Regions from separate parts of the Mus musculus genome. Here all the other regions are linked to region 3. The links are chromatin contacts, called in public HiChIP or PLAC-seq, Micro-C and promoter capture Hi-C maps. All regions are on one chromosome and are shown on one strand. Each heading gives the region's core, a stretch centred on a gene start, on an enhancer-like site or on the middle of the called end of the contact. The rest is flanking DNA. Distances are from core to core; before and after follow the strand shown. Region 1 holds the start of Otx2 (orthodenticle homeobox 2). Region 2 holds the start of Fermt2 (fermitin family member 2). Region 3 holds the start of Samd4 (sterile alpha motif domain containing 4). Region 4 holds the start of Ddhd1 (DDHD domain containing 1). Region 5 holds the start of Psmc6 (proteasome (prosome, macropain) 26S subunit, ATPase, 6).

Region 1 (5,634 bases), core at 3,094-5,593, 1.8 Mb before region 3:
TTGCAAACAGGAAAGATATTGGAGAGTAATGGTTGTTTTGCATCAGCTCTATAGCGCAGGACTGCTGCCCGCAGGAGAATTGATTTCAAGGAAACTTTAAGACCAGCAGAAATTTATGTAAACTGACTGCTACCATCCTCTACCAATCTATCCAATCTCTCTCTCTCTCTCTCTCTCTCTCTCTCTCTCTCTCTCTCTCTCTCTCTCCACACACACACACACACACACACACAATCTCCCACACTCACACACAAGCCTTAATTCTCCCTCTAACCTAACCTAACCCTGCCCTGTATACACCCTACCCTTGGTCTTCACACTCCCTGGGACAGGGACAGTCAAATAGCTCCAAGCTCATACTCAGCTCATAAATGTCTCACAGCTCACATCTCCCACTTGTCGCACAGTCTTAATCCGGTTCATTCCGGAACAACGTGCTACTACTCCTCTTTGCTTTTTTTTTTTTTTTTTTTCAATTTGGAATTTGCCTCCTGCTCTTTTATCAAGACAGCACAATCCTATCTTTGAAGTGATTTCATTTTCCTTCACCCTCTTTTCTGAAGCAGCTAAAATACAGGGACTGAGTGACCCACGCTTAACTCATAAGTGGTCTGCTTTGCACCCCCCACCCTGCCCACACTGCCTCAAATCCCACTAAGAAATGATTAGAATTAAGCTTGGCAAATTTCAAAATAAAGTCATTTCTTAAAAAAAAAACTAGTGAAGAATTACTTCTTTTTAATAGGTGATGATTCTCATGCAAAATGTGGTCACCCCCTCTTCCCCACACTGTCCACTGAATTGCTGAAAAGATTTGAAATTAATCTTCATATTTCGGAAGTTAGTGTCCAGGGAGTCTAACTACTCCCCCCACCAACCCCCACTGTGCTCTTGTGGGATATGGGTTTTCTTCTTTTTTTTTAATTAGCCTGGAAGACCCCAGGGATGGTTCTCCCCTCCCCCACCCACTCCCATAGTTAATAAACTTGGAGGAAACTTTGGAATATTTTAAACCAGCTTGGCATTTTGAATGGAGAAAAATCAGCCCAGTTAGTGATATACATAAATCCAGATTACAAAACATGGATATCAGCCATAATGTGGGAATCACATACAAGCCTTGACAAATAACTTGGTGCCTGTATGCTGCTACTTTCCCGAAGCTTCATATCTCATCAGCCTAGCAGAGTAATTGTACACACAGCCACTACGACCCACCCACTAGTTAATGAGAATTGTTGGGAAAAAAAAAAAAAACCACAATCAAGCTATCTTAAGTCAGTTTCATAGGAAATGTTTTTGTTTTCTAAATGGGAGAAAAGTTAAACTCTGGATAAAGGAAATACAATGAATGGCTAGGAAGAATATTGGAGGCTCAAGAACTTACTGAAAATCAAGAGATGTTTCCATCCAAGGAGTCTTTTTCTCCCATCAAGCTTCTAAGGGTTTCTGTGAAGCAGCCCACCCTCTCCACCCCCCTTCTCCCAAAGCCAGTGGCTTTTGTCCTGACCTAGAATAGGGTTTGTGGAAACCGTACCTGAGCCGGGGTGTCTGCAATTTCCAAATTGACAAGAAGAGACTGGAAGATAAAATGCATGTTCTTACAGGTGAAGAGCAATTTTGCAACTTTTCCAGGCGACACAGGAGAAAGCTTGCCTGCTACCAACTGCTGGAGAGTCTGGGCAGAATTCCTCTAGAAAGAAAAAAAAGAAAAGTCTTTTTTCCCTTCCCTCCCTTGTCTTCATCTCTGGCTCTGGCTCTCTTTCTCCTCCTATGTGCGTGTGCGTGTGTCTCTCTCTCTTTCAGATCCAATCTTTTGAGAGCTGCAGCACACTGCTAAGCTAAAGGGAAATTCTCTTTGATAAAGCAGTGTTTCCAGCTTCTGGGTTTTAAAACCTAAATCTATATTCAAATCTGGCTGAAGGTGTGTTCTGGGATTTATGAAAAGCCTCTTAAAGGGGTAAATTTACCAAACCGTGACAAAATCATCACGATCTTACTTTAGACATCTGAAGTGGATGAGAATTTTAAAGAGACCCTTGTTTATTTAACACTGTCCGTTTCCAACTGGTGGTTTATTGGCCCTGTATTTCCGCGAAGTTATTAGACTAGAGGGCAAAGGAGAAGCGGGGGGCTGTGTGCTGCCAGCCGCTGAAGGGGAAAGCCCTCCCACGCTGTATCTAACAGAAATCCTCCACTGTCTATAGCACTCCGGACTTTTCTGGGAGGTTTGGTTGCTCTGGGTTGTCTCAGGATGACACCCCAAACCTTTACCCGGGCCTTGAGAGGTTCCTAATGTCTCCGGACCCTACTGTAGATGTATCGCTTTCTCTCCGGATTTTTTCATTTACTTTGAGTGACTCACAAGCCCTCGCTCTATTTCGTTACCGCACCCCACCTCTACTGCCCCCAAGGCCTTGCTCCCCTACATCCACAATGGCCTTTTTCTCTTTTCTTTTCTTTTCTTTTCTTTTCTTTTCTTTTCTTTTCTTTTCTTTTCTTTTCTTTTCTTTTCTTTCTCGCCCTTTGATGCTTTCAACATCATTATGATCAAACCGGGGAGAACTCTTTTCTCGGGGTGGGAAACAACCTCTTTTTCAAGAGATTCGCGTGGATTTGCCTTTCCATCATACAAAGCACGATGGCTCGGACCAAGAGCCAGGACCTGCTTCCCACAGCCCGGGCCACGCGGGACAACTGCCTGGGACATTTGTTTACCTCTCCTAAATGAAAGGCCTTAGGGACAGTCGCCAGGTGTTTCTGCACAGTGGGGGCGGGGTAACAAGGAAAGATCCGTACTCACCCTCCCCCCTAGCCTAGGCCCCACAAAGTCGTGGCTCTGGGGAACGCGACAGCCAGGAGTTTCCTTAGGACTGGAACAGCTACGAAGGAGCCAGGAAGAACTGGGCAAGCCCGGAGGAGCTCGAGGGTTCGCGGAGCCTCCAGGACCCCAAGGCTCTTAGGACACACCTGCAAGTCTGCAGCGGCAGCGGAGTGCCCAGCCTTAGGCCGGAGCCGAGCCCAGCCGGGCTGCCGAGAACTTGCAGCCTCGTGCGCACTCCCGTAATTCGCTAATTGCTGTAAATCCCAAGGACGGCCACATTTGATTACACATACAGTATAAGAACCGACAACAAAGCGACGAATTAATTACCAACTTCATTAACATAGGTCCCCAAATTAAAGGCAACGAGCTGTTTCTTTGGGCCCACTAGCAGTGGTGGCGGTGACTGAGGTAGTGAGGGAGGGGTGGGTTTTTTCGTTTTGTTTTGTTTTTCCTTCTGCATTGGGAGTTGTGAGGGGAAAGCTATCCTCCCCCCCCCTCCCCCTCCCAGCCTCCATTCACACACTCAGCAGTAGCGTTTGCCCCTCACCTCCCCCCGCCCCGTCCCCTAATATTCTGTCCAGCGTGTTTCTGCTTTTCTAGAAAACTCTGATTCTTGTTTAAAAAAAAAAAAAAAAAAAAACCAGTCTGGACCAGAAGAAGTTGAGTTGGTTGACCCTGCAGCATCCCAGCTCCCGAGTTTCGGCCTCTGAGTAGGGCGCCTCCATCCCTAGTAACTCCCAGGCCTGAAGTACCAGGCGTTTGTTCTTAAGCACAAACTGTTTCTACTGGGGGCTTTTTGTCACCTCATACTCAGCTGGAGAGATTTGAGGTATCCCCTCCCTTGGCCGGAAATCTGCCTTGGCGGTAGATTTGGGAGCTCACGTTTTCTTTTGTATCTTGCTCTATGCTTATCAAATTGAAAAAACATGCCTGGAAAGCCAGAACTCCAGAGACCAAGGGTTATTCTAAGGGGTAAAAGAACAGCCAGTGAGGACGCTGGAGTTTTCAGACAGTCCATAGCTGCGTGACTCTCTGCCTACACTGCATGTTCACAGCTCAGTTCCACTCTTGTTCATCTTCACCCATTTTTCCCTCAGCGCCGTCTGGTCCTCTTCAAGAGAACATAGCCCTGTTTTTAAGCCTGTGCCTGGGTTTGAGTTCTGCCTCTGACCCACACATTCTTTGCTAGCGTTGGAAATCGAAAACGGGGTACTACCCCCTCCCTCCTTCCCCTAGCTTTGACTTAAATATTTTCCTGCTTTATGTTGTTTGGTATCCTTTCTCTAAAATAAAAACAAAAAAGAAAAGGAGGATAAGAAGGAGTATAAAGGAAGAAGAAAAGACCGAAGAGGGAGGCCTTCCTGTCCATCATTTTAATTATACAATTAGTTCACATGCTTGGGCCCATAATGTATATTTTAAGCGTAGCCCAGTGTTTTAAAGAACGTTCTGGTAGTGTCGGAGGCCTGGATTTGTTGCCTGCTCTTCCCCCCGTGCAGCAGCGGCCTGTTTTCCTCCCCCTGTTGTGTGTTTTTATTATTTTCCCTCTGGCTTAGATGTGTCAATCATTCTCTCCCTGCCATTGGTTGGAGAGTTTGCGTCAAAAAGTTGCCAGAGAGGCGCTTTCTCAGCAAATCTCCCTGAGAGCGGAACCTTCCTCAGCTCCAACTCAGCCTCCACTGTTACTAAAAAATAAAAATCGCTAGAGGAGCTCAGTCGCCACCTCTACTTTGTATGTATCGTAGACGGACACAAGCCTGTTTACAACTCTGGCCACTTCATTTTATGTTTTCTTTTAATTGTTTTTTTTTTCTGGTTATGTTTGACTTTTTATGGAAAGGTGAAGACTACAAGGTTTTTAACTGAATGCTCTTGATTTCTTTTAGGATAGCTGGCTATTTGGAATTTTGAAGGATAATTTGATTTTTTTTTCTTTTCTAACGTCCAATGCGGCTGTAAGGTAAGTGTCCGTCTGTCTTGTCTATAGCGATATCTTTGTGTTCCCCCAGTCCGCAGTGACCTCCGCTCCTCCAATGTGCAACTCTGCGGACGTGGAACTTCCTTGGGTGGGGGCGGGCGATGTATTTTATTTTTCTAATGAGAATTTTGAGACGAAATAATGACCATTAGGAAAAAATTTGACGATCTGTAGAAGAGGGAGGGAGTGGGAGGGAGCGAGAGCGCGTGCTCCTGGGGGTCGCTGCTACCGAAGAACGTCGCAGAAATCCTAGGAGTCTAATCTGGGAGTTGGGGAGGGGTTTTGTTCTTATGCCCACGCTATTCATGGCTTCTCCTCGCGAGCTTTGCATTTTGGCCCCTAGATTGAGCTGGAGTCCTTAGGTTTGGTTCCAAGGGCGTATTTTAGAATCCATGACAAAATAATGCTTGTGTAATGTACCTAGGTTGGTAAATTAAAACAAAGATAATAAGGTGGACGCTTCCGAAAGACGGAGCTCCCGAAGGCCGGCTCTCCATTATCGGCGGGGGCCTCGGGCTGCCTCTAGACTCCTCGGTTTGCAACGGGAGCCGAAATCGGAGCGGATAACCGAGGAGGCGACAGCGCTGGCGTCTTGTTACTCCCGCGCCGCCTCAGCTCCTGTTTCTCGTCCTCACTCCCCAAGCTTAATGCCCCTCTGCTCTCCGCCTCTTCTCAAAGCCGCTAGGGCTCTTGAATCTTTTACAACTCTCCTCCTCTCCATCCCTAGGGGTGCGGCTCCCCCAAGCCCCAGAACTGTACACTGAAAGTCGGGGCTTCTGGGCCAGATCGCCAGGCCGAGGCCGCTAGTTGGACAGGTTTTAAAGGCGAC
Region 2 (5,108 bases), core at 646-3,145, 1.4 Mb after region 3:
CTAACATTTGGGGAATTTCCTTCTAGTCTTTTTTCAATCTAAATATTTAAAAATGGGTGTGTTCTTTCTTTCTTTCTTTCTTTCTTAATTTTTTTTTTTTTTCTTTTTCAAGACAGGGTTTCTCTATATAGCCCTGGCTGTCCTGGAACTCACTTTGTAGACCAGGCTGGCCTCGAACTCTGAAATCCGCCTGCCTCTGCCTACTGAGTGCTGGGATTAAAGGCGGGTGCCACCACGCCCGGCTATGAGTGCGTTCTTGATTTTACAGAGGCACGTACAGTTTTCTACAGATTTTTGTTTGCTTGCCTTTTTGAGACAGAGTCTCTCTAATAGCCCAGGCTGTCGTGGAACTAACTAGGTAGGACAGGCTGGCCTTGAACTCAGAAAGACCTGCCTGCCTCTGCCTCCTGGGCGCTAGGATTAAAGACATGCTCCACTATGCCTGGTCTGTACAGATTTTTTTTAACCCAAGCAACTAATTCTCTACATTATTAAAAATATTCTCCTATGTATTTTCCAACAACATAATTTCATCAACACTGTTTCCACCCTGAACAACATTGCTTCTAAGTAAACCACCCACAACGTCTCAGAGTAGAAATAACTGGAGAGAGGCAAGCTTGGAGAAGTGCATCAGTTTCTCCATGATGACTGGCTAGTGTTAGCAGAGTGGTTTCCCTTTTTTTTTTTTTTCCACTCCCAAACCTCTGGCATTTGACTCGAGTTTTCCTGCTTTCACTCCCTTACGGGTGTCCACCCCTTTCTGCAGGCTGTGCTTTTTTCTTTTGCTGTTGTGTTGATGAACAAAGGGTTATTTGCGCGGTAGGCTCCCCTTTGAAGTGTCTAGGGCAGTTCACGAAGTCCAAGACACTTTTTAAAAACCAAGATCCTTTACAGTATCTTATCGGACTCTCCTGGACTTAAATAAATTGCTAGAAGAGGCAACCCCTGGCTTGCTGATTCTGAACAGTTCCCTTCAACAGAGTGTAATAGTTAATGGGAACGTGGAAGTGGGCCTTCGGGGACCTTTCTTCGTCACTAGTCAAAGTCTTTAACAGCTCAACATCAGTTCAAAACTACTTAAATGTCTTGGAAGTGTGTGGGAGGGTAAGGAAGAGAATGTGCGTGCATTCAAAATACTGAGTCCTCTAAGTTGCGGAGGAAAAGTCCCAAGTACGCGCCAACAGTTGGCGTGGGTGGAGAAGGGGTCTCGGGGAAACCACTGCCCTCCTGGGGTGGGGTGGGGAGGTCCCCCTTTTCCAGCCGGAGCGCATGAGCCAAGCTTTTGCGTCTGGCAGGCACTTGGGTTCCAGGGGTTAATAATGCTCGCCGACTCTCATGAGTCCAGCAGGAGCCGCAGATTGGTGCGGAACCCTGCTTGCCAGGCAACTTTTGTGGCTCACCGCCCCTCTGTGTCCTTTCTCCTACTTTTGTGGGATGTTCAAGGCAGACATCGTAAAGTTTCTGCATCCCAACTTCTCTTCCTAGCTCCCCGGCGCGGTGCCTTCGCGCCCGGGTTCCCCGCACACGTCCCGGGGCCTGGGAACTTCCCGAGGCAGCTTCTCACGCATGAACCCCGGGGACCCCGCTGCAGGCGCCGCCTCAGCCCCGCGAGCCCCCGCCCCCCACCCCAGCTCCGCAGCCGAGAGCCCGGATGTTGGATTCCATCCCTGCGCCTGGTCCTTCATTTCCATAAAAGGGCAGCGCTCCGCAGGGCCGAGATTGCGGCCGCCGCCTCCCCCCGCAGCGCTCCCCCGAGGCGCGCACCGCCCCGGCCCCACCAGAGCGCGCGCCGCCTCCTCTCCCCCGCGGGAGCGCGGTCAGAGAAGAGCCAGAGAGGAGGGGGCGGAGGCCGGCTGCGGGCGGTGCTGCGGGGCGGGGGCCGGGGCGGGGAGAGGGGGTGGGGCGGGGGCCGCGGTGCCGGGACTCCATTAGCAGCGGCGCGAGGCTTCGCTTTCCTCCCGAGCAGCGACGCGGGTGCCGCCAGCCTCGCCTGTTGCCTCGGGAGCCCGGCGGGAGGAGCGCGGTGAGGGGCGCAGCGGAGGACGGGGCGCGGGGAGGACGCCGCGGGAGGAGCGGAGCGCGCGCCGGCGCGGCGCGGTCTCCCCGGCCGGGTGGGGAGGCGCGGGGCGGTCCGGGCGCAGCGGCGGCGGCGGCAGGTGAAGGCGCCCAAGTCCGCTAGGCGGGCGCGGCGGGCGGAGGCCACGGTCTGGGTGCCGAGTCGCCCGCGCTCGCGCCCTTGGTTGTGCGCGCGTAGCCGCAGCTCCTCCGCCTTCTCCCTCGCAGCGGCCGGCGCCGCGGACTCGGTGGGGTTTGTCTTCCTTTGGGGGAGTGACGCTGACGAGAGCCATTTCCTCCGCGCTCGCAGGAAGGGAGCCATGGCTCTGGACGGGATAAGGATGCCAGATGGCTGCTACGCGGACGGGACGTGGGAACTGAGCGTCCATGTCACGGACCTGAACCGTGATGTCACTCTGAGAGTGACCGGGGAGGTGCACATCGGAGGGGTGATGCTGAAGTTGGTGGAAAAACTCGGTGAGTAGCACCCCGATGCCTCCAATAAAGACTTCCCAGAATGAGAGGAGGGGGTGGGGAGGGAAGACGGCGGGGGGAGGGGTAGAATTGGGAGATCCTAGCTCCTGGCGTGTGCTGCGCTTAAAATGCGAAATTTGTTAACGTTAGGGCGCATAGACGTGCTCCCCTCTGCGTCCTGCTTGTTATTTTGATTTTTACATAAGGTAGTGAGTGATTCGAACCTACCAAATGCTTAACTGCGGATTCCCGGGACGACTTGTTGAAAGTAACGAGGAGAGAGAGTATGCAGGTGAAAGTTGTGAATGTGGTATTACGGGTCTGTAGGTGTTCCCACCTCTTATCCTCATGGAACCTGGATGTTGATGGTGGTGTTTATTGGGGAGAGTGTACAGTCAGCCCGGTCTGGAGAATGTGCACTGGTGTTGGTCGGTATGAAGTTTCAGTAGCTGTACTACGTGATGGAGTGCCCTGAAATGTTCCACTCGTCCGCTCTTGCGAGGGGTGGGGCAGTGCTTGACAAACTTGGTATCTGTATTCTGAGTTGGAAGTAAGCTATCAGGAGCATTAAGAAGCCAACGAAAGAACTTATTTTTTATTTTTTGTTTTTTTTTTGTGTGTGTGTGTGTGTGTTTTGTTTTTTTAAAGCAGACACTAAACTGAGTTGAAGATGACAGTATTTGAGTGCACATAGATACTGCATTGATTCGGACTTGATTGTAAGGAAGGGCTATCACCCAGGATATTCGAGAAAACTGCACTCCACATTTTGTGATAAGGCAAACCATTTTTCACCTGGCAGATTGACCAGACTAGATAAGATGGGTGATTTTATCCGGAGAGCGTTTATCAGAGCAGCAGCTTTCTGGCCTGTAAAATGCTTGCTGCTTTGTATAATGAAGTGATAAGGTGTTTTGTGTGGGGATGTCTTTTGTGGCAGGGTTAGTTGGTTTTAATCAGCATTCATGTCTCAGGCCATCCTGGAAAAGTAATGAATATTCGTTTCTCAGAAAAAGTATTTCTTACCAAAGGGGAGGGGGAACTGCATATTTACCATATAACGTAAATGAAATAGAAGTTTGATATAATTTGGGAATTAGACTGAATTCATTTATTAGGTGACTCTGCTTTATGCCCCTGGAGGGAACTTTATTGTTGGAGGACTAAAGAGGAGTTAATTGCAGGGGGCCCTTCTTAGTACTGTCCATTGATTGACTCCCAGAGATAGCCCAAGAACGAGCCCCCAAGGGGCCCTTTAAGAATTCAGTTTTGCTGCTTTAATCAAGTAACTGTCAGTTTACGTTTGGTTTTTTGTTTGTTTGTTTGTTTTTTGAGTCAAGTAAATCACTGTTTGCAAAATATTTACCAACCTTTTTTGAACAGTTCCACTTGAGGATGAAAACTATCCCATATGGTTCCTGTTTGACAAGGAAACAGTCATTTGTATCAGATTGTCTTATGCGTGATAAGTGGACCTTATTAATACATTATAGCTTTTCCTTATTTTAGTTAGTTTTTGGTTTTGTTATCTCAAGCAAGAGTCTCACTCTGTAGCTCTGGCTGGCCTTGAACTTGCTATGTAGACCAGACTCACAGAGATCTGCCTGCTCTGTCTCTTGAGTTCTGGGATTAAACGGGTGTCTTCCTCATGGCCAGCTCTTCAGAGTAATTTTTTTTTTTAAGCAGTGCAATAAAAGATCTGTCAAGGGTGACTTAGACAAGTTGGGATTCTAAAAAACAAAACAAAACAAAACAAAACAAAACCAAGCTTTAATGAATAAATAATGATTTCTACTGTATTTACATCACTGATTGACTGTTATGAAATCACAATTATAAATAGAATTGTTGGGGGTGAGCTGTTTGTAGACAGGATTGATGTTATTTTTGAGTAACTATCTTACCAATGCTGATGCTGGTTAATTACATAGAACAGTGGGGGCAGGAATGGCTTTGCACCTGGGAATTCTGTACCTGTCTTTGGTGGCACCAGTCCTCTTGAGTTTTAAGTCCCAAATGGAGGAGGCATTTTTCAGCAAACTTCTGACAAGTACACAGAGTGGGGTACCATTTAAAATGTCCACAGCTCAGACCAGTCAAATTAGAAAGGAATTTTGTAGTTTTTCAGGTTTGTCTTAACATTGGGATGGGCTGCCTTCTAAAGCCCTGCGTGTTGTCATCAGCAAAGGGATTAAAGGGCACTTGTCAATAGTGGCCGACTAGATCAAAGCAGCCTACAGGGGTAAGAGGTGGAGGTTGGTTTAGGGTTGAGATGGGACAGTGTCTGGTTTCTTCAGAGTGAACAGCAGTAGTGGGCATGTAGCTGGCCACGGAGCAGTTAGTAACACTATACTGCAGGCAGTTTTCACTTGTATGTTCAGGTGCCCACTGTCTATAGAATAACCGTTTCAACTTCACTGGAGGGTATATGATTAGCAAAGGCCTTATGATTCAAAGCTGTCTTTACCTACAGCATCCACAGCACCCTGGGATTCCCTAGAGTTTAATAGATCCCAGGTTGACCCCCCCTACCCCCACCCCCATGCATGTGGAAGCTCTGGAATGAGGGTACTTTT
Region 3 (5,488 bases), core at 996-3,495:
GGTCAAAGCCCCAAAGCGGACAGGGGAAGTGAAGAAGGGTCGGGTCCGACGCAGATGCTCAGAGCCCCGGGGCCAGTGAGGACCAGGTCCCCGCGGGTGGAGGCCGGGGGGGGGGGGGCGGGGGCGGAGCCCGGGCTGGAGGCGGGGAGACTGGATTCCCGGGGAGCCGCGGGATCCACGGCCGCGCACTTACCCGGGCTGTTGGCCTCTCCTTCCAGGACGTGCAGCTCGGCGCAGTCGGCCAGCGAGTGCTCCAGGCAGAGCTGAAGGAAGCGGGCCTGGGTCTGGCTTACGCGCTTGAGCAGCGACAGCAGTGCAACAGTCTGCTCGCACTCGTTCCAGCCCTTAAACCAGCCCGCCAGCACCCCGACCTGGTCGCGAAACATCATGGTTAGGGGGCCGCCCTCCGTCTACGAAGCCCCTTGGCGCTCCTGCCCGCCCCAAAGTTTGGCGGAGCCGCAGCCCCGTGGCCTCCCGAGACACGTTCTGGTTCCAAGGTCTCCGGTGCCCGGGCGCTGCAGGTACTGACTCTGCTCCTGCCTTGCTCTCCTCTCTCTATCGGTTCAGTTACGTTCTGGTGGTTCTGGTTGATTCTCCAGAGACGATGACAGACAGTAGCGCGGAGATATTTTAAAAAAAAAAAATAGCGATTAAAAATGTAAATCCCTCGCAAGGCACAAAACTGAATGAAGATCGCTCCTTCCCCTTTTCTCGTAGCTTCAGGATGGTGATTTCCGGCGTCCTGGGGTCTCCTCCCCGCTGGGCGGCAGCTCGGACCCTTCACACCCGCATTCCCAAGCGGCAATCACTACTGAAAGGACAGAAAAAGCTGCAGTGAGACCTCGGCACGCGGACTGGAGCGTCTAGGGGGATCCGGGAGTGAGAGGGAGCTCGGTAGGGGGTGTGTGGAAGCCAAGGCTGGGGGAAGGGGTGTCCCGCGAAGGGAAGTCCCCTAAATTCCAGCCGGCCTCTCCACACTCGGATGCGCGAGCTGAGCTATTGCACACTTCCTTCCCAGGTGCGGGAGGAGACCCCGCGGCTTCCTGTTGCTGCGGCTGTGACCCGCAAGTGCTCCCTGCACACCCCACCCGGAGTGGCCTCTGGGGCTGTGTCTGCGAACGCCAGCACCAGCAACAGATCCTCCCCGCGCTGAAAACTTGCAATGCGGCTGTGAAGGGGCGCGGGGGTGGGGTGGGGGCTAATGCAAAGCAGAGGCGGTGTCAGAGGCAACCAGGGTTCCAGCCTCCTCCTCCTCCTCCTCCTCCTCCTCCTCCTCCTCCTCCTCCTCCTCCTCCTCCTCCCCCTCCTCCTCCTCCTCCCTCCTCCTCCTATTCCTTCCCTCCTATTCCTTCCCTCCCTCCTCCCTCCTCCTCCTCCTCCCGGAGAAGCAGCCGTACGGCTGCAGCTCCATCTACAGCAACAGCCAGCATCTCCGCCGCCAGGCTCCCCTCTGGATTTAGGCCGTGAGCAGCCGCAGCGACAGCTCGAGACAAAAATAAACTCTCCCTATCCAAAGCTCGGCGCGGCTCAGTCAGAGCCCTCACTCCCCAGCGCCGCGCCAGCCCACCCGGGAGGTTTCCCTGGGCCTGCTTGACCCACGACCATCAGATGTGTGTGCGCGCGCGTGTGATTTAGGCATCCTGCCCCCGGTCCCCGCCGCCGCCTGCGGGCCGGAGTGTCCTCGCCCTCCGGTCCCAGGCCCAAGGCGATGCGGTTGGGGGCGCACGCCTTACGCAGGGACCGCGGGAGCCCGTATCACGGCTTTCCCAGGCGGCAGGGCGGACCCCGAGGGAAATGCAGATTCCTCCCTTCCGCACACGCCCCCCAAGGACCTCAAAGAAGAAAAGTTAGGTTTAGGGGCTCTATCGTCCCATCTCAGCTCCCGTGGCGAGGCGAGCAGAGACTAAGCGCCGGACCCTCTGGGGGCCGCTCGCTTCCAGCATCTGACACCCAGAACTTCTGGGTAGAAGAGCGAAGCCCCCGGGAAAGGGTCGGAGGAACCACTGGGTGCCTCGCCCGGGACAGCAGAAGGGACGCTCACCTCCACGCAGCTCATCCCTGCGGCTCGGGGCCCTGCGCGCGGGTCCGGGGCCGTAGCAGCAATCAGTGGGGTTGGGGGCGCTCGGAGCGCGGGCTGCGGGCCATGCCGTCGGGGCTGGCGGCGCGCGGAGAGGGCAGCGCTGCGGGTTCGGGGCGCTATCGCTGCCGCCACTGCTGCCTCCAGTGTCGGCTCGCGAAGGACTGAGCCGCCCGGAGCTCCCCACATGCTACTGATTAACATACACCATTACATCATGGGCTTGGCAGGGAGCGCCCGAGCGGGGGGAGAGGAACCCGGGCGGCGGCGGCGGCACGCGGGGGAGTCGGGGGAGGGGGGGAGGATCCCCGGGCCCGGCGGGCGGCGGGTTGGGGGGAGGGACGGATTCCTAAGCCCGGGCCATAGAGGAGGAGGGAGCCAAGTGGGAGGAGCGGAAGAGCGCAGATTGGAAGATCTGCGTAGAGAAACACAGAAGTTTGGGGAAGGGGAGGGGTCCGGGTGAATTCCTCTCGGCTGCCACCCGCGTGTTCTACAACGGCCAGGGCACCGGAGCCTCCGGAGCTGGGACAGGAGTGAATCCCAACGGAGCTGGACTGGAGCGAGAACGGTGCTGCCACCCGCCGCTCGCCCTTGGGAATGTGGCTCCCCAGGTCCAGTGACCCTTTGGCCTGGGACCTGTGGGTGGCTGACTGGTCCCGTGGGTGACTGACTGGTGTAGACCGTAAACACCCGGAGTCACTGTCTCTGGGGGCTTGGACGGATTCCTGGGGTCTGGGACGCATGAAGTAGCAGAGGGCGGCGAAGGGCACAACGCGCAGGGCTAGATGTGTCTGGCCGCGGTGCTCCACGAGGCCCTTGTCTAGGAGAAGCAAGCAGAGCCTGGTCGATCACCCTCAGCCCAAGTCCGGCGCTGGATGCCCTTTATTTTTGCAGTCCTCCATACCCGCCTCAGGCCTCGCTTTCCCGAGAGGAGGAGGCGGACTTCGGGAGCCTGATCTCAAGCTATGCTTGGCGCGCGGCTGTGGCTTGTGGCCTGGAGCTGTGGCCCCAGGCGCCCTGGGCGACGGGGAGGCGTGGCGAGACCACCTGTCAGCACCACGGAGTTTGGGGGACGCGGCTTTCACCTGTGCCTGCAGAGGGCGGGGCCAGAGGCTGGGCCGGGATTTGTCGCTGGAAGCTCTAGGTCGCCTACTATAAAATGCTTGCATGGGTCAATTACCCAAAAGAAGGGTTGACTAAAAATACCCTAAAGCCTAGACATTTCTGCATCTTCTAATGCGAACGGTCACAAAGGGACTGGCCAAAATCCAGCCTGTTTCAGAAGAAACACCGAGCCTTCGAATTTGTTTTCCAGAGACTTGGGAGCATTTATAAACGAGAGCTGGAAAAGCAAACGTGGGTCTGCCCTGCTCTAGCTAGCACAGTTTTAAAGGTAAAGTGTCCAAGGCCTTATTCCTCCACCTTTCAGCTCCCACACTAGCATCTGGATTTCCAATCCTTTCTTCTACCCTGCTCCTCGGATTTCATGTCTGTCTCGTGTAGGTCCTGTCAGTGTGACAACACCTCCCATCTCTTAGGGTAGTGAAAGGGCTTGTGGGGAGGCACAATGTTTTGCCAATGTTTCCATCACAACCGAGTGTGTGAAGTTTTTAAAGTTCATTATTAACCACCTAGGGGAGGTATCCGCATAACTTGATGAATAGTTTGCTCTATTTAGGAAACACTAGTCCCGGAGTCAGTGTTTGACTTTTGATTTTTTTTTAAATTATTATTATCAAAGAAGCAGGACAGCTTTATAGAGTCCCCGCCCCCCCCCAACCCCCAGCTATTCCTTGGTAGTACTTCTGCCAGGAAATGGGGAAGACACTGAGAGATGGGACCACGCGGTGCTAACTCAGCCAAGGTTTTTAGACGTACCCCAATGGACTGTTGTTGTTATTGATAAAGAAAACCAAAGATACACCAATAACGTAATTATTGTCTTCTGCTACTTAAAACAGGGCTAGTAAGGCAGAGGGCCCAGGCAGACGGGAGTAAAGTTGCAAGCAAGGCGACGAAAGAAGATAGTGCCACCTACGGGAGAAGCGTGGTTCTGACGGCAGCCTTTGACCTAGGGACCAGTGTCATACTTAGTTCATCTTTGAAGTCTTGCTGTTCAGCATGATTTTGCATTTTTTGCTTCTCTTGGTGTTTGCTTAGCAAATAATATCCCTGGAAAACAACTAAAATGTTCAGGTGTTTGAACGATGATTGATTCCAAAAGGGTCAGCTCCATACTTACAAGGGCAGAAGAGGATTTCTGACTATTGTTTTATTATAGTAGGTATCCCCGAAGAGCCTACGTTTATGTCATTTCGATGACGCTTCTAGAAGAAGTAAGATAAATTACCAGACAGCCCAGTAAGTAAAGCACCTTTTGCAAGCTTGAGAGACAGTGTGACTCCACAGTGCCCACGTCTACTTCCAGAAGCCTCCCGGAAGCCCGCCTAGCCAAGACAGTGTGCTGCAAAGTTAGAGAAAGACTGTCTTTAAAAATAGGGTGAGAAAAACATAAGACACACAACGTGGGGGTGGGGGGGTGGGGGAGTACCCACATCAGATAAATTTATAGAAGCATTAGAGCTGTCTATTTCATGAATTGGAAAACATTTGCAAATCTCTGCATAAATTATATGGTCACTTTTCACCCAACCATTCAATGAGTATGTATGGGACACTTATTCTGTGCTGGGTCCTCAAGAAGGAATGCTAAAGACAGATGGCAATCTTCATCCAACATGGAAGCTTATATGACAGAGGAGTATTTACCATATAAAGAATTATATGAACGAAATCTACATTCCTCAACGTTTGTAATTATTTAATATATTAAGAAAATATAAATATTCAATATTCATTGTATATGGCATATAAAAATGTGTGATATTACCGTAAGGTGTGATTTCTTCCCTAACAAGGTAGGGCTTCTGAGGATGGTTGTCTTGTTTCTCTCTTTTCTACAATAAGCTTAGAAATGAAAACACAACATGCTGCATGCGCTCACGACTGCCGTCCCCAAGTTAGATGTCCTTAAGACTTGCAGTGATGATGTTCATGTAGAGCGCTGTCCCACAGCCTGAAGGCCCTGCACTGGATTCCTAGCACCACAGAGGAGAAGGGAGCACTGCACTGTAAACCTTAGGTCTGCCCCTCCCAGCAACAGATGCTGAGCCCCTTGGGCTTCTTCCTACCGTCTCTTCCTACGGTCAGGACCCAGGCTCCCCCCCTCAGCTCTTAGCTTCCTTGACAGTCCAGACAACATTTACATTTCAGATTCTTCAGGTTGGCATATAAAGACTAGGTTTTGAGCATTTTCTGCCTCTTTGGGCTCCTTTTCAATAGATCTACTAATTCATTCAACAAGAAGCACTTATCAAATATAGAGCATTATGCTGGTCACAGAGGGATTGG
Region 4 (5,685 bases), core at 801-3,300, 1.2 Mb after region 3:
AGGTCAGGTCTGCTTTGATATTAATAGGCACCGTAGCCATTTGTCCCAGGGTTTGAGACTTGACACTGTATCTACCACTTTTAATTACACTTTAATATAGCATCTCCTAAGCTAGAGGATCCTGGTTCTCTTTGGCATCGGAAGCATACAGAAGTGTCTGTACATGGGTAACTATCAGAACAGTGTGGATCAATGCCTCCATGAATAAAACACAGTTCAAAGTTCATACTCAATTTCTTACTCTGCATACTATTAATAGAGACATTGGGAAAGAATTTGGGATGCAGAAATGCAGATGCTTTGTTAGTGGGGCTGTAATGTACAAGTGGACAGACTGCTCACTGAGCAAGATTATCCAGCCAATCCAGTCGTTATGGTAGAAAATACCACCCATGTTCCTCTATTTATCATGAATTGCAACAGTATCATCTGCCCATAGAAAGCAGGGCCTTCCAACAGATCCCTCCAAAAGCACAGGGCACAACAGAGATGAGCCTGATTGAAATAATGACTTTGAAGGCTCTCTGACAGGTTACATCCTGAGAGCAAGACAACTTGCCCTACTGACCTGTTTCCACAAAGTAAACATTAACAGTGAAGACTGTCTGTTCTTGAAGTAAGAGCAAGATTGGAGATTGTTTTCTCAAGATAGGATGGGTTTATAAAATGAATTTTTTTTTCAATTTAAGAGAATGGTCTGAGGTGACAGAGTGCCTCAGCTATAAAACAGGATTTCTATGAAGTTACAGCTGACCTTGACCAAACTCATCAGTCAGCCACAGTCCAAATAATCTCTGCTGGGGCAGCCTGTTCCCCAAAATGAACTGCCTTTTAATAAAACAGATAATTCCAGGAAAGGTACATCATAGACCGACACATAGCTCTATGGCTGCAAGAATTTCATTTCCAAGCCACCCACTTGCCTCTATAAAGGGCCCCAGCTAGTTTACTCCCTTCTAAGACACCCATTTCCCTCCGGAGAGTGTCTTTCCTTCTTTGTTTGAAATAAACTGTCCATCTGTTGAGGTCAGACTCTGGTCTCTGTCTTCTCTTTACTCTGTCTTGGAAGTCTAACATAACAGAGCCTCCGTGTCTCCCTGAAACCAGGAAGTGAGTTACAGAATCAGAGTTATACTAAAAACAAAAACCAAACCAAACTTGGGAAGGCTTAAAAGCCATAGAATTACTAGAGACCGTCCGGTGCAACGATCTCCTACTTATAGCAAGGAATAAGACAAATAGATAAAGGAGATTAAGTGACTTGCCTGGAGGTGGCAAAGCTGAGTTTAGAACCTAGGTTTTTGTTTTTTTTTTTTTCCTCTTTCAGTCTAATAATCTACCACACAAGGCTGGCAAGACCAGTTAGTTATAACCAAGGTACATCGAATGCGCACAGACTGTGGGAAAAGACTAAGACATAGGGACTTGGTTTCCATCCAAGGCCTTACTGCACTACAGAAAGAACAGGAAGCATAAGGACAAGAGGGCAAGCAATCTAAAGAACTGGCACAGTGACTCTAGGACGCCAGTTTTGTAAGTGGGAGTGGTCGTGCCCAGGTGAGCAGCAGGCGTAGAGGTGGGGTGCCTTCTGTATGAATGGGCTGAAGGTTGGGAAAGGGCCAAACCAGGTGACCGAGCAGGTCTTTCGGATGCTGAAAGCAGGCCTAAAGCCAGGAACGTGAGCTAGCAACTTCCAGGGCCCCTCTGGGCATACAGCTGAATCACCCACGGGGCTCATGACCCGAAAGTGTAAAGATGAGTGGGCGAGAGCCTCACTGCGGCTGGCATCCAGGGGCGTGGAAGCGAGGGGGCGGAGCCACTGCGTCGAAAGTCGTGAGGCAGGGGCTCCACGGATGCCGAGACCGCCGCGACCCCGTCTGACCCCCGCTTCCAGGCGCGGAAGACTACGTACAGCCTAGCGCCAAACGGGAGCTCCAGCAGAGTCCTCGGGCCTTCCGGGGAGGCGCGCGCGGCTGGGGGCGGGGCCCCTGTGGCCCCGCCCACGCAGGGCTGCGTAACAATGGGGCGGGCCCCGGAACGGCGCTGCGGCGGCCGGGGGCCGGCGGGGAGGCGGAGTCGCCTCGGCCGCAGCTGCTGCCCTGCTCGGGATTTGAAAGATTATAAAGTCCGGGCCGAGAGGGCGGCGGCGTCGGATGCGCGTGTGGCGGAAGCGCCGGCGGCATGAACTACCCGGGCCGCGGCGCCCCACGGAGCCCCGAGCGTAACGGCCGCGGCGGCGGTGCCTGGGAGCTGGGCTCGGACGCGGCGGGCGTGTTCGGCGGCGGCGGCTGCTGCTTCGAGCACCAGCCGGGCGACAGCGTGCCGCTGTCGCTGCTGCGCGCCGAGCCGCTGCACCTGGCACCGGGCGCCGACGACCTGAGCCACCTGGCTCTGGACCCGTGCCTCAGCGACGAGACCTACGACTTCAGCTCGGCCGAGTCCGGCTCGTCGTTGCGCTACTACAGCGAGGGCGAGAGCGCGGGCGGCGGCAGCTCTTCTTCGCCTCCGCCGCCGCTCGTCGCCCAGAACTCGGGGGGCGGCGGGGCGGCGGGAGGGGGCCCCGGGGACAGGAAGCGCGCCCGGCCCGGCGGCGCAGCCGCCCGGCACCGCTACGAGGTGGTGACGGAGCTGGGCCCCGAGGAGGTGCGCTGGTTCTACAAGGAAGACAAGAAGACCTGGAAGCCCTTCATCGGCTACGACTCTCTGCGCATCGAGCTCGCCTTCCGGACCCTGCTGCAGACCACGGGCGCCCAGGCCCGGGCGGCGGGCCGCGATGGAGACCGGGTGTGTGGCCCAAGCTCCAGCTTCGGGGAGGAAGACGAGGAGGACAGCGCCTGCGGCTTCTGCCCGCGCGCGGCGGGGCCTGAGCCGGAGATGGAGGAGCTGGTGACCATCGAGCCGGTGTGCGTGCGCGGCGGCCTCTACGAGGTGGATGTCACTCAAGGAGAGTGCTACCCGGTGTACTGGAACCGTAAGTGGCTGGCCAGGGGCGGGCCAGGCTCGGCGCGCGCTGGACGGCGTTTGGGGGTTCGGTTGCCCCCGCGATGCCTGCCTCGGGTTAGGATGCAGGTTGCGCGGGGTGCCTCGGCAGGTGAAGGGTAAAAGAGCAGATGGCAGCGCCCAAGCTGCTAGCGGGGTCAGGAGGGGAGGATTCCGCCGGGGATTGTGCCTCCTGGGTGAGTAGAGTGCTGCTGCCATCCCCTGGAGGGTATCCAGGAACGGATCCCCAAGCCAGTAGCTTTAGTTTCTTGACCGTACCAGGGGCTTTGTCCACCTGGATATCTGATTCGGTCTCGTGTCTCCTGAAGCTCCTGTGATTTAAATAACATGTCCTGGAGTGAGTGGAAATGCTTGAGTGTTTTTATGAGAATCAACAGTTCAGCTTAAAACCTGAGAAGAGAAAAGCCCTGACGGGAAAGGAGAGTTACAATGTGTTATTCACAGTGGATGTGTTGGGCACAAGAGGAAAGAACTGCAGGAAGTGGCAGTGCGAAGTGGGTCCGTACCCTCTGTATAGAATGTTTTCATATCTCTTGGGTCCTTTTTACATATTTTTACTTTTGCTTCTTAACCTAGAAAAATTGCACGACCTCGGTTTTCACATCTGTTAAATGGGACTGTCATAAAGGTCTGAACGATGCTTTAGGCAACACGGGTAGGTTTAAAATCAGAATGAGGAAGGGTAATCCATAATCTGACGTGGCATGCAGCAGTTATTAATATATATGATATGTAGTAGTAACAAGTTATTGGCCATCAATAATTTGTACCATACAGTATTAACTTTATGGGCTTCAGTGCCCTTACTCAAATGTCTTTTCCTGATCTTTTGGCCCTCTATACATCTTATATTATTTATTCTGATCTATATTAATTATGTGTATTGATGGCTTAGCTTCCTTTCGGTTTATTTAGTAGCTTCTGGTCAGAGTCCACCACCTTTATCTTTGTACTCATAAAGCAGGTATTCGATGACTTGGTACCGAATTGCATCAGTGATTCTGATAATGCTAAAGCATGCATGCATTAGGTGCAAGTAACTATGATGGCAGATTCAGCACATTCCAAGTCAGGTATAGGTAGCATAGCAGGAAATTTCTTGCTACTCTTCAGGACAATAAAGGCAATAAAGGTTGTTAGTTTTTTAAAGATGAGACTCATATGGACTCTGTTAGGTCACCTCTTGATTATAAACTCACTGAGGACGGACTTAGTAGTTGTATGTGCTAGCACAGTACCTCTGTGCACATTGTTTGGAAACCCATGTCTTTCAGAGGCTTCCCATCCCATTTCTTTTTAAATGATCCACACATCACCATGGGTCTTTCCTGCAGATAAAAACACAGAACTTAGTGGACCCAGAAAGCAAGGTCAGAGGGGCTGGAGAGATGGGTCAGCAGGTAAGAACACCGAGGGCTCTTCCAGAAGACCCTGGTTCAAATCCCAGCCCCCATACTCCCCATGGCAGCTCACATCTGTCTGTAACACCATGATCTGACACCCTCACACGGACATACATGCAGGCCAAACACCAGTGCACATAAAGTAAAAACAATAAATATCAAAGGGAGCAGGGGAGTGAGAGCATAGAGCATCCTGGAAAGGGGGGCTGGAGAGTAAAGCTGTCTCTCCCTTAGCTTAGCCTTAGAGTGCTTGCACTAGACTGACAAGTTTAACACCTTACTCTGCTCACAAAGTAATTTTCACTGTGGAGCAAATTGATGTTGACTTTCATCCTACAAGGATGTAGCCTCAGTGTTATTAATGAACTTGACCAAGGTCACGCAGCTAGAAAGTGATGCAGTAAGCAGTAGTGAGGGAACACAGTGCCGTATGTATTTCACCCATCCAAAGGGACGCACAGGCCACCGTGGATGTAAGACTGAGTCTGCAGGAGTCAGAGGAAGCACGGGGATTAGAGAAAGGGGTTCCTCTCAGTTGGGGCCAGCATATCCAAGGATACAGAGGCGTGAAACTGCAGAGCAGTTGAAGGAATGAAGGCTGCACCTCTGAGGCTCAGGCATCCAATGTGGGTTTGGATCTGACCACCCCAGCAGTGTGGCTGTATGAGGATTGGCAAGTGGCAGTCTGTCAGGAGCACTGCCCAGAGGGGATGTGCAGCGCTGAGTTTGGACTTTATCCTTTGAGTCGCAGCCAGCCAGAGAGTCTGTATCAGGTGTGATTGGTGCCTGTGCACTGTTGGGTTGGAGATGAGAAAATAGAACATCATACGTTATAAGTCAGTGATGGCGACAACATAAACCTGAAGGTCACGTGGGCCTCGCCAGTGTTCTTTCCGAAAGCAAATGTTAGGAGGCTAGATATAGCTAATGAATTACTTGTTGTTAATTCGCACATAACAACCATTTTGTTTTCATTTTAGTTTTTCTGACCAGCTCTTCACAATATATAGTCCTGTGGGTATTCAAGGGCACCTTATAATCTAGTGGCTCTCAACCTTCCTAATGCTGTACCCCATTAATAGAGTTCTTCATTTGTGGTGACCCCCCCCAGTCATAAAATTGTTGTCACTGCTACCTCATAACTGTAATATTTGCTAGATTGTGAATTGTAATGTAAATATCTGACATTTCTGTTGGTCTCAGGCAACTGCTGTGAAAGGGTTCTTTGATCCCCAAATGGGTCACAACCCACAGGTTTAGAACCACTGGTCTAGTGTGCAAA
Region 5 (4,989 bases), core at 641-3,140, 1.6 Mb after region 3:
CTTACTCCCAAGCTCATTGATCTTACTCAGGCCAATCTCTGGGTCCCATCTTACATGGCAGAAGCAGAAAAGCAACTCCCACAGTAGTCCTTTGATGCATGCACACACACATGCATACACATATACACATGAGTGCAGGGGACACAGACATAGAGACAGACACACATACATAAATAGATGAATTAAGAATTAGAAGGGCTGGAGAGATGGCTCAGCGGTTAAGAGCACTGACTGCTCTTCCTGAAGGTCTTGAGTTCAAATCCCAGAACCCACATGGTGGCTCACAACCATCTGTAATGAGATCTGACTCCCTTCTCTGTTCCTCTGTTCGCTGTCTGAAGACAGCTAAGTGTACTTACAAAGAACAATACATCTTTAGAGTGTGTGTGTGTATGTATGTATATACACACACACACACACACACATATATATGTATATATGTATGTGTATATGTATATATATGAATGAATTAAAACAGCCTTCCATAATGTCACACATGCCTAAAATTCCAGCACTGGAAAGCAAAAGGCTTGTGAGTTCAAGGCCAGTCTAGTCTACATAGGAAGCTGCATCCAGAGCTACATAGAAGTACCTGGCCTCAAAAATCAAAATAAAATGGGCATTTCAAAAGCTGGCAAAGAACTGGGGCTTTTTATTTTTTAATAATTAGTAAGTTAATCCACTTACATTTTTCTTCTGTTAACTGTTTTAGCACTTCACCTACAATCTGGAAAAGAAAAAAGGGGCATTACCTTTTGCCAATAGCTTAGAAATGGCAACATACTTTCAAACTTTATCACCTACCTGTCCAACACTTTGTAGTGCCTTCAAATCATTTTCAGACTTTTCATACTGCTTGGTAAGTTCTTTTAATTGTTCCCTTACTGAAATAATAAAATTTTGACATTTTAAATTAAACAACTGCATAAAATTTTTTACTTAGGTCTCTTTTACCTTAGGTTTCAAACCTACTGTTTCAAACCACAAAATAAGATTTTTTTTTCCAGTTTGTAGTGGATAGGTGGCATGTTTTAAAATGAAATGTAACAGAGAAAGTATCATATCTATTTTCTTGGTAGGAAATATTTTTAAGTTACATTTTTAACCGATAGTGACATCCTGCCACCTTCAGATTTGCTACAAAACTAAACGATAAGGTGAATCAAGCCTCCCATAGCTACACTAAGATCACCTGGCTTACTCTGGTTGTCCATACTAAATTAAGTCAACCAACGCAATTCTTCACCGAATCCTAGGCTGCGGTATTCTCTCATTTAATTAAATCACGCAGGGTTTTCAAAACGTGAATGTTCAGGGTATACAGAAAACTTGGTACTCAGTATGACGCCTGAGGGAAGACGAGAAAGGCTATTACAACCACTGAGCCCCCTTCTACCCCAAGTACAAGCCGCCTCCGTGAGTCCCGCGTCCGGCTGGAGCTTCTTTGACTCAAGCGTCCTCCCATCCCCGGGTCCCGAGACTCCAAGCCTGCCTTCCTGCACCCGGAATATGTCCCCAGCCCACTTGTACCTCACTCCTCTAATCTTCCCCTCTTCCACCTCAGAACTGTGGCTGTTCTCTATGCCACCGGACTGGGACTGGGGCCATACCCACGGCCGAGGCGGTGCTGCACCCCAGCGCGGGGCGGGATGACAAAGCGCCTCGTCCCTGGACTCGGGCCTTCCCAAGCCAGGCGCTGTTTTCGGGCTCAGCCGAAGCCTCCGCTCTATCAGAGACCGAAGCCGGTCCAGGCACTAGAGAGTGTGTCAAGGCTCACTCACGCTCCTTAAGACGGCCGTCAATCTCCTTGTGCTCTAGCAGCTTCTTGCGATAGTCCTGAAGCGCCTTATCTCTAGGGTCCGCCATGATGAGAAGCCGTCGCTCATAGGGGATGCCGGGAAGGGCCATGGCAGCCCGGGCGGGGGAGGGGGCGGGGCGAGGGCGCAGAGGCGGCCTGGGGCGGGACCGTGACTGGCTCCGCCCCTTCCGGCTGGCCCGCCTCTGGCTCCGGGCGCCGAAGTCAGTCACCTAGAGCGGCAGAAAGCCTCGAAAGCGCAGAAGATCGTCTCCGGTCACACTGTCCCCTGCAGGCCAGAGTGAGCAATGCCTGACTTAGCTACTGGCTGGCTCAATATTAAGTCACTGCTTTCTTAGAACGCCAAAGGATCTGTAATAAACTGAAAAGCAAGAGGAAATGACAAGATTTTTTTTTTTTTGAGACAGTGTCTTGTAATCCACACTGCCTTAGCACTCATTCTGCAGCGCTGGGCTTGAACTCTGGTCCTCCCCCCCCCCACCACCGGCTTCCTAGTGGAATTACAGGCAAACTCGAACATTCAGTATGTGCTGTGTGGAAATCGAATTCAGAGTCTCCGGCATGCTAAGCAAGAGCTTTCCCAACTGAGTCACATTTTCAAATTCAGCCTTTTTCTTTCCCAAATTATTTATTTTTATTTATGTGTTTATGTGTGTGCCTTAGTGTATACCTTAGGAGGGCAAGTGCTCACAGAAGCCAGTAGAGGGCATCGGATTTCTTGGCTCTGGAGTTACAAGCAGCTATGATTTAAAAAAAAAAATCTTATTTATTTTATGCATATAAATATCTTGCCTGCATGTATGTGTGTGCAGCACGTGTGTGCCTGGTGCTGGAGGAGGTCAGAAAAAACCACATGATTCCCCTGAAACTGGAATTATAGACGGTTGTGAGCCTCTATGTGGATACTGGGAACCGAACCCAGATCCTCTCCAAGAGCAACAAGTACGAATACCCTTTGAGCTATCTCTCTAGGCTCAGTGACTGTGTTCTTTTAAATTATTATTGACAGGCTGGGAGTGTACCTTTGGTAGAGTATTTGCCTAGCACACAGAAGCCCTGAGTTTATTAACCCCCAGCACCCTAAAACTGAATGAATGCACTCCACAAACACACAGAGATCTTTAGGAAGAGCCGGAAGCTCACATAACCAGTAAACCACTTTCCAGCCCAAAGATGCAGCCTTTTGATATCAATTGCATGAGCATAAGTAGGAAATTTTCAGTTACCCAATAAAGCACTGACCTGCTTGTAATCAGAATATTAGAAAATATTCTAACATGTAATAAGGAAATTAGAAATGATTTGAATAGGGGCCAGAGAGATGGTTCAGTGGGCAAAGGCGCGCTTGTCATGGAAGCCAGGTGACCTGAATTGGATTCATGGGACCCACTCAAAGTTGGCATGAGGTCCACATGCACAGATGCATAAATGATAATAAATCATAAAAATACCTTAATGTAGTAAATGCTACAATTGAAATAAAAGGATATTGTGGGATAAGGAGGAGAATAAATTTTGAACATGTCTGAGAGCAGAAGGGGCCCCATTATGCCACCACGTGGAGAGCCTTCTGAAGAGATTAAACAGCAAGTGCATGATTCTAAGGTAGCAAAGAGTTTGTCTCACTTCTATCAGAGAAAGGAGGCCAGCAGAACTGGAAGGAAATGGGCTAGAGATGTAGAACACAAGATAAAGTTTCTGCAGCGACCAAGGTAGGAACTTTGAAGTCTGCTAGGACTATCTCAGATCTCTGTGGTGGAGGGGTGGTGATATCTTGATGTCTTCATAAAATCAGCATAATTGTACATATGTAAAAAGGTTGTCATGGGTATTAAATAGACAATATAACTAAAGATGTTAATCCAAAATGTGGCATATGGTAATTGTATTCTTTTAAATTGTTATTCTCATGCTGGGAGTATAACATTGGTAGAATACTTGCCTAACGTACAGCTGAGTTTAACTCCCAGCACCCTAAAAAAAAATGAATATGCTTTACAAATACATGTACAGTTATGTGAATTAATGCCTAAAGTGACAGTCTTCCAAATTTTCTTGGAGAAAATGGTGTGGTTATTATGTGAATTTTCTGTTGTATTTTTTTTTTCTAAAACTGGCTTTTGAAGGAGACAATAAGTAAATAAAGTGACAGGGAGTGTCCTTTCTCCCACACTATTTTGATCAAGTGAGTAGGTTCATACCAATATATATCAATTCTGACATCAAGAAGAAAAGACAAGGCAGAATATAAAAGGCAGTCCAATTTATATGGCTCAGCAAAAATATATGCACGCAGAGGCTGGAGAGATAACTTAGCTGTTAAGAGCACAGGTTACTCTTCCAGAAGACCTGGGTTCCATTCCCAGCACCCATATGGTGGCTCACAATCGTCCCATAACTCCAGTCTCAGGACGTCCAGTGGTCTTTTCTGGCTTCCCTGAGCACCAGGCATCCAAGTGGTACATATACGTATATGCAGACAAAACATCCCATACACATAAAATAGAGTACAAGTTTATTCTCCAAGGTTAAACAAAATTACATGAGCATAGATCAGAATGTCATTTCAACATCGTCTTCGTCAGTCTTTTTAATTCTGGGTTCTTTTTCCTCTTACCCATTTGGCAAAATTCTAACCTCAGCTGAACTTTCTGTGTTTCTCATGCCCACAGTAACCCTATTCTGTTGTGTGTGTATGAAAAAGTAACTCAATTTGTAAATATATACTCATATACGTGATTAAATGTTTAGTGTCTTTTCTCACTCCCTGTAGAAAGCCCAAGAACTTACGCAAAGATGGCGACTGTTTATTGCTCATGGATACATGTAGGACACTGTCTGAGAACATAAACTACATATCTATCTATCTATATATATATATATGAATTAACATATATTTATATATAAAAATATGTAAATGATATTAAGCACCGTGAAAGATAAGCAGATATATTTAACAAAAGTGTCTATAGAGAGATAGCTCAGTATGTACTTTACATTGAACCACAAATACTTCATGTCACAGTTTTGCTGGCTTAGCAACTTAGGAGCAAACCCAAGTTTGCTTTCCAGTATCCACATCTTGTGGCTCACAACATCCTGTAACTCCAGCTCCAGGGCATCTAGAGTCCTCCACAGGCAACTGCACTCATGCATGTGCACTCGTGTGAGTG

The links. Promoter capture Hi-C pulls out the DNA fragments that hold promoters and counts their contacts. Hi-C and Micro-C count contacts between places; a contact is called where the count stands out from the background. HiChIP or PLAC-seq counts read pairs in DNA pulled down with a chosen protein or histone mark.
Region 1: a contact with region 3 is called in a Micro-C map of embryonic stem cells, with 11 times the contacts expected there. The contact joins the promoter of Otx2 here to the promoter of Samd4 in region 3. A contact is called at or near these places in 1 of 39 promoter capture datasets (embryonic stem cells) and 5 of 484 Hi-C or Micro-C datasets (all in embryonic stem cells).
Region 2: a contact with region 3 is called in a promoter capture Hi-C map of liver, with 7 times the contacts expected there. The contact joins the promoter of Fermt2 here to the promoter of Samd4 in region 3. A contact is called at or near these places in 3 of 39 promoter capture datasets (hippocampal neurons and liver) and 2 of 484 Hi-C or Micro-C datasets (both in embryonic stem cells).
Region 4: a contact with region 3 is called in an H3K27ac HiChIP or PLAC-seq map of extraembryonic endoderm stem cells, with 7 times the contacts expected there. The contact joins the promoter of Ddhd1 here to the promoter of Samd4 in region 3. A contact is called at or near these places in 1 of 39 promoter capture datasets (hippocampal neurons), 1 of 484 Hi-C or Micro-C datasets (embryonic stem cells) and 2 of 115 datasets of contacts at active chromatin or transcription factors (extraembryonic endoderm stem cells and forebrain).
Region 5: a contact with region 3 is called in a promoter capture Hi-C map of 3T3-L1-derived adipocytes, with 3 times the contacts expected there. The contact joins the promoter of Psmc6 here to the promoter of Samd4 in region 3. A contact is called at or near these places in 1 of 39 promoter capture datasets (3T3-L1-derived adipocytes) and 1 of 115 datasets of contacts at active chromatin or transcription factors (astrocytes).

The regions. Positions count from the first base shown.
Region 1 is chr14:48,666,353-48,671,986 of GRCm38.p6, reverse strand. Otx2 (orthodenticle homeobox 2) reads left to right here and starts at 4,343. Exons shown (of 5, transcript NM_001286482.1): 1 at 4,343-4,559; 2 at 4,714-4,787. Otx2os1 (orthodenticle homeobox 2 opposite strand 1) reads right to left here and starts at 2,699. Exons shown (of 5, transcript NR_029384.1): 1 at 2,591-2,699; 2 at 1,538-1,693.
Region 2 is chr14:45,526,852-45,531,959 of GRCm38.p6, reverse strand. It overlaps Fermt2 (fermitin family member 2), which reads left to right and starts at 1,895. Exons shown (of 15, transcript NM_146054.3): 1 at 1,895-2,026; 2 at 2,369-2,535. The coding sequence starts at 2,379. It overlaps Gm46452 (a long non-coding RNA gene), which reads right to left and starts at 1,738. Exons shown (of 3, transcript XR_001781252.2): 1 at 1,404-1,738.
Region 3 is chr14:46,879,722-46,885,209 of GRCm38.p6, reverse strand. Samd4 (sterile alpha motif domain containing 4) reads right to left here and starts at 2,245. Exons shown (of 13, transcript NM_001037221.2): 1 at 2,042-2,245; 2 at 194-811. The coding sequence starts at 389. Gm34934 (a long non-coding RNA gene) reads left to right here and starts at 2,411. Exons shown (of 2, transcript XR_383407.3): 1 at 2,411-3,470; 2 at 4,039-5,488.
Region 4 is chr14:45,654,508-45,660,192 of GRCm38.p6, reverse strand. Ddhd1 (DDHD domain containing 1) reads left to right here and starts at 2,050. Exons shown (of 14, transcript NM_001042719.2): 1 at 2,050-2,971. The coding sequence starts at 2,182. Mir5131 (microRNA 5131) reads left to right here and starts at 2,140; the gene lies at 2,140-2,232.
Region 5 is chr14:45,326,725-45,331,713 of GRCm38.p6, reverse strand. Psmc6 (proteasome (prosome, macropain) 26S subunit, ATPase, 6) reads right to left here and starts at 1,890. Exons shown (of 14, transcript NM_025959.3): 1 at 1,782-1,890; 2 at 805-884; 3 at 688-727. The coding sequence starts at 1,866.